2 separate regions of the Anser cygnoides genome follow, and region 1 is linked to region 2. The links are chromatin contacts, called in public Hi-C maps. All regions are on one chromosome and are shown on one strand. Each heading gives the region's core, a stretch centred on a gene start, on an enhancer-like site or on the middle of the called end of the contact. The rest is flanking DNA. Distances are from core to core; before and after follow the strand shown.

Region 1 (2,827 bases), core at 240-2,739, 440 kb before region 2:
GGTCTCACTTCTCACTCTCCCTGCTGCTGCTGACCAGCAGTTTTTGTTTCCTTTCTTAAATCTACTCTCACAGAGGCACAAAAAACATCAGTTACTGGCTCAGCTCTGGCCAGCGGTGGGTTCCTTTGGAGCCTGCTGAAACTGGCCGTTATCTAACATGGGGCAGCTGCTGGGCTCTTCCCACAGAGGCCAGCCCCCATTGCCAAAACCTTGCCACATAAAACTACAGTCCTTCACTGTCTAGAGGATTAGATAGAGAAGACAGAGACAGGCTCCCCTCAGAGGTACACATCAAAAGAACAAGAGACAACTACAGACTGCAACAGGTGAAGCTGCAAGTGGATCTACAGGAAAACTCTCACATTTATGTACAGGAAGAGCCGCAATGGCAAACTGAACAACCTCCACTGCTAGAAACATTCAAAACCCAGCCGGAAAGAACCTCGGCAACCTCCTGTAGCTTTGAGATGGATCATACTCTGAGCAGAAAGCTGGACTAGATGGCACACAGAAGCCCTTTCCCATCTGGTTACTGTGTAATTCTACATGCTTTCGGGAAGAAACCTATTATATGTTCATCTGCAACAGAGAAAAAATGCATGCAGCGCCACATAACGTAAGGTGCTTGAAGGTAACTGATGTACGAACGGAACATTGCTTTTCAGGGGTATTTATTTTCCAAATCCTGCAGCTAGCCGCTTTTACTTCCCTTTTACTGAAAAAAAGGGCTATCTAACTTCAATCAAATCCAGCGATTAAATGCACAGCTGCGATTTAGGCTTCAAGCACAGCTGAGGCTGTACCACAGAAATTCCCAAAGTGGACAAGGATGCATGCTGCACAAGGTGAACCTGGCACAGCATAAGTGCCTCCAGGAGCAAGGAGCCTTGGAGGACAGCAGACAGGCTCTGGATTAGCACAGCTTTGAGCAGCCCCAATGGCCCTTGGTTGGCTGCACAGGGAAAGCAGGCATATTTGTAAGCCTGAAAGTGGATTATCACTGAACTCCTGTGCAAAAAGGACCCTCTTGTCTGCTCAGGTGCTTAATAACCGCACAAAGAGCGCTTCTTCAGGGGACACGGCATCGCCCCAACCCCACCATTTTGGTGCCACCCTCCCACTACCGCCGCCCGAGGCGCGAGGCGCCCTGGAGACGAGTGCAGCGGGCGCCCTGGAGACAACCCGCAGCCTCACCACGGAGGTGAGCGAGGCTTCAGCGCCCCGTTTTCCCCACGGGTGACAACCACAGCCCCGCACCGGCCGCCCCTCGCCGCACGCAGCCCCCCGCCGCCCGGCCGCGACCACCCCCCTCCTCCGCCCGCCACCCCCCGCCCTGCCGCCCCCACCTCACGGACAAGCTCATGCTGCTGCCGCCGCCGCCGCGCCGCGCCGCCTGACTGGCTGCCGGCCGCCGCTCGGCCCGCCCCCCTCGGCTCGCTGATGGGCCGTCGGGCTGTCACTCAGCAGCGAGGGGGCGGGCCCGGCGTGTGGGGGGGAGGTGTTATGGCCCAGGTTGGGGGCCGCCATCTTGTGCGCCTGCGCTTAGGGTGTGTGTTTGTGGGCGCAGCGTGCGTGGGGAGATGTTTTGTTTAGCCTTTACGGCTTCCTAAGCTTAGAATCGTCTCGATTTGGCCTCCTAAAAATATATTAATCCATATATATAAAGTCTGGTTTGACACTTAACTCCAAGCATAACAGCCAATCCAGGCTGTACAGCCTGATAGCAGCATGACGAGTTGTAACGCTAAGATTTCAGAGGCAACCCGCATCACAAGGTTCATAACCTTAATATGTAGCTCCAGTGCCACGAGTATTGAGCACTGCAAACCAGTCAATGCGACGTGACATATTCCGTGGCTGGGGGAAATACTCAGGTCACTGATAGCACTGACATGAAGAAGTGTCGCTTCAGCATACCATCAGCTGGCTTCACTGTGTGTCCCTGCTGCCTTGTCATTTGGGATGCCTGTTAGTGGACAGGGCTCTTACACAGCCAGTGCTAACAGTACAGTCCAATGTAGTTCACTGGACCACACGGATGTTCAAATCTCTGCTGTCATGAGTGAAGCCCTACCTAGATTCACTGAAGGGGCTCAGGCGTTGAAGTCCTGTTCTTAGTGTTCATCACTGACTGACAGCACATTACATAGGTGTTTCACATCTGTAGACACACAGATTTCCAGCAATAGATCAGGCAATGCTAGTTAAATCTCCACACTGAACAACTTTGCTGCTCACTAGTTACAGATTTGTGAAGATGCAGCAGGTTGATCCTAGGTGCTCTACTGGACCTGAAGAGCTGGAATCAGTAGGTATGCTCAAGACATTTATCCTGAACAAAGTCAGGCAGAGTCAAGGGTTATTTGACTGGCTCTTCATATTTTTTCTGCCCCACAGATCAAGTAAGGAGAGGCACTGTGAGGAGTTTGTAATTGTTCTCTGTGAACAGATGGCACCTTTGTAATTAAAAGCATAAATTATTGTCAGGTTTAACTCTCAACCTGCACTGTAGCAAGACTTTTTATTAGAGAATTATTAATTTCAGTCCTTGTCATTTGGGTAGATCTCCAATTAGATGCATTCCTCTGAACAATTACCTGTTTGCCTTCAGATGTGGTTTTCCCCACCGTTTGGAGCAGGGAGCTGAATACAGATCCTGAATGTGGGTCACAGACCTCCGTGCTGGCCGCTCCGCAGTCAGGGCTCATCACGTGGAAGCAGTTGGTGCTCCGTAGTAAACAAGCGTACCTGCAAACAATTTTTGCACTTTATAGAACATAGACACGTGTCCAGAGAGAAAAGGGATGCACTAAGTGCAGAAAACACA
Region 2 (3,053 bases), core at 20-2,519:
AGTTAGCAACTACAAAAGCCAAAAATATTTTTCTTGCCCTCCCCTGGGACTTAATTTTCTGCATGGTCTTTCTGTCACCATTTCAGGAACCGATTCCTGTGCAAATGGCTTCTGCTTTGTCATTCTTCTGTCTGTCTGTCTTTCCTTCTGCTGCATCTTCAGCTGAGCACTTCAGTGTATGTTACCACAATTCGTTCCTGTTGTAAGGGCCTGGGATAACGCCAGATTTTGTAAAATGGCCTTGTAAGTATTGCAACAGGAAAGAAGCTGTACAAAAACAAACGGATTCTGCCCTGGTCAATCAGGTTTGTCCCTCACTGGGTTTATAAGGATGATTTTTGAGGTTGCAGTATAAATGGACACAATTAAGTTTCAATTTTTGAAAGCTTAATGCATTGGAGTAGGTCTTTACCTCCGTTGTATTTTCAATATGATTAAGGAAGTGGATACCTTGCTTATTTAAAACTAGTCCCATGACATACTCTTTGAAATTAATAGCACCGTCTGCTGATTTTAAAACGCCTTGCCCCCCAAAAAACTAATGCTACAGTAGGAGTGGACTTCGTACTAGTGTGAAGGAAACAGTGAGGTGTTTGTGATAGGTACCTGCAGCTGTAGGCACACATGTGTGATGTTTGCAAGGCCTATGTGCCCTATATTCTGCACTGGTATTCGGAGGCATTGGGTGGCCAGCACCACATAGGTATGGGTCAATCCTGGACACGTGGCCTGGGGACAGTGCGTAATGTGGTGCTGCTGTCGATGTAGCAGCATGTACGTGTGATATATCGATTACAACAGCAAGCTCAGAGCGTGAATCATTTTGTTAGGGCTGAGGTATCTCATATTCCTCCCCACACGCACTGTCCTTGTTTGCTGTGTCAGCTGCTTCTGTCGTGCCAGCGGGGTTATCGGGTGCTTCTTTACCTTTTCTGTTTCATGACGCCCATGCATTTATTTGGTTATAGCTCCAGACCCTGTGGCTGCTGTAGGTGCTTTGGTTTACACGTGCTCTCCAGCTGTGCTGCTCCGAAGGCAAGGCCTGAAGGCCTGCTCCTGCGAGGGGGGCGCAGGGGGATTGCTTTCTGAGCAAGTTCTCCTGTCAATTTTGATTTGCAACAACTGTTTACGGCTTGCTTGTGTTGCAGAGATATCTATTCTTTTGAAGTTCAAGTACTGGTACTGGAGTCTTTCCATAACTTATTAACTAGATATTGACTTAATTATCAAGGTACCTTGAGTGTAGACATTTTTTTAATCACGGCTTGGGTTCAATGAAACACAGTGTTTACAACAGAAGTTCCCACAAGTGAGCCAGATGAAAGACACAGATAAAGAGTGTATTTCAAGAAGGTCTTTGGCTAGGATTTGAACTCATATCCTCTACAGAATAAATGCTTTTTTATTTATTTTACATTTTAAACAACAACAACAACAACAACAAAAGAAGGCTTTATAAAGGCAGCTAAAAGGCATGGTTTATCGAACCATAGAGATAATGCTCAGTAAAAGACAATAGCAGAAGAGGAAGCAAGTGTAAAAGGAATTACAGCATCAGGTTGCTGTTCGGCCTAATTAAAGTTTTGAGTGTCACTTGTGTAGGCAGGCCACTCTTAACATTTCAGAAAATTTAAGAATGCAGCTCTTGAATCGCTGAAACAGAACTGGAAGTGGTGTGGGGAAGTTTTCAGCTGAAAGCTGTAGGTGGAAAGCACTAAAATGTTCATCTCCAGCAGCAAAGCCTTGCTCAGTGGGCTCCTGTACAAGCACTGTAGCTGGCTGCCGATATTTGTTCAGAAGGCAAGGAGGAAAGAGGCAAGAAAAGCCTCACCAAGGGGCCAAACCTTCAGTGTCATATGTAGCACTAACATTACGTATGCAGGCTGGGAGTGATAGGAGTTTGTGTGTGCGTATGCGACGGAATATGGCAGGAAAACAGATCCTGCTTTATTGCTAACCAGTTTTATTTTTTTTCAGGCAATGCTTCTTTCATGTTAATTAAACCAAAAGCTCATCAAGGGAAGAGACCATGATTCATCTGGTGTGTATACGACTTGAGGCTGTGAGTCTCAGTCTAGACTTGGGTATGGAGGAAGGATATATGTCTTGGTGCGTATGTTATTTTTATTTTACAGCTAGCAAAGTTCAATAATTCATTTACCTGTCAGCCTGATTTTTCCTTCAATGAACACTGATGTGCCTTTTCTTCCCTATTTTTGTTCTTTTGGGTGTAGTGTTTTCTGTCTAGATTGTCTCCTGGGACACGTTTCTGTCTCTGCTTATCTTTTCATTTACAGTATTGTCTTCTGTTTTTCCCATTCACTTTTCTCCTCTGTTTATTTCTGATGTGGAACTTCCTCCGTGGCTTTTCTCCACCATTGTCACCTCTGTTCTCATTGTTTTTCTCTTTTTGTTTACCCTTTTGCTTTGTCTTTATCTTTTTCCATTCCTCCTCTCTCAACGCTATCGTCTCTCTGTCTGTCTGCCTGCTATACATCTGCTGTCACTTATTATCTTCCCATATGTTGTTTCTGGACTAAATCCAAGAAAGTTGCTCTGGTGCCACAGCAGTGAGAGCTGCAAGGCTTGACTTCTGTGTGCCTCCTGCAGGACAGCGAGCTGGTCCTTCATTAAGCCCAGGTGGGACATTGGCTGCACAGGAAAGGCCCAGGACGTCCCATGCTCTGAGCTGCCAACACAAGCTGGCAGGGACAGACTGAAACGGTAGGGTCTGGGATCTCAGACACAGCAGTGGGTTAGCTGCTTAACCCAGAGCTTACCCCAAATGATTATCTTTTTTCCTATTGGTGATATCTTTTGTAAGCAAGGCAGAGCACACTGCTTTTAATTGGCAAGGGTAGTCCCTCCGCGTATACCATGGCCATTTTACAGCACATGCCTCTTGACTTGGCCACAGTCCCCTCTGAAGATAGCCAGACTTGCAGCTTTCCCCTTCAGATGAGAGTGTCTCTTGCTCCCTTTTGTCACCTGTGTATACAACAATTCAGGATTCGTTGGGCCAGGAGAGCTAGTACCAATCAGTAATGTAGAGG

The links. A called contact is a pair of places that touch in the nucleus more often than the background predicts.
Region 1: a Hi-C map of liver shows a contact between it and region 2, with 2.4 times the contacts expected there. The contact joins the promoter of CETN3 here to the enhancer-like site in region 2. A contact is called at or near these places in 2 of 7 Hi-C or Micro-C datasets (granulosa cells and liver).

Annotation. Positions count from the first base shown.
Region 1 is chrZ:3,839,465-3,842,291 of Taihu_goose_T2T_genome, reverse strand. It overlaps CETN3 (centrin 3), which reads right to left and starts at 1,489. Exons shown (of 5, transcript XM_066988549.1): 1 at 1,347-1,489. The coding sequence starts at 1,363. LOC125180598 (a long non-coding RNA gene) reads left to right here and starts at 2,106. Exons shown (of 3, transcript XR_007159299.2): 1 at 2,106-2,312.
Region 2 is chrZ:3,398,192-3,401,244 of Taihu_goose_T2T_genome, reverse strand. No RefSeq gene overlaps it. Among named protein-coding and RNA genes, the nearest start is that of ARRDC3, 17 kb to the left of the region's middle. Within about 2 kb of position 1,269, at least 1 of the 3 cell types and tissues checked has open chromatin away from gene starts, as enhancers often do. A contact at or near this core is called in liver, where this site is marked.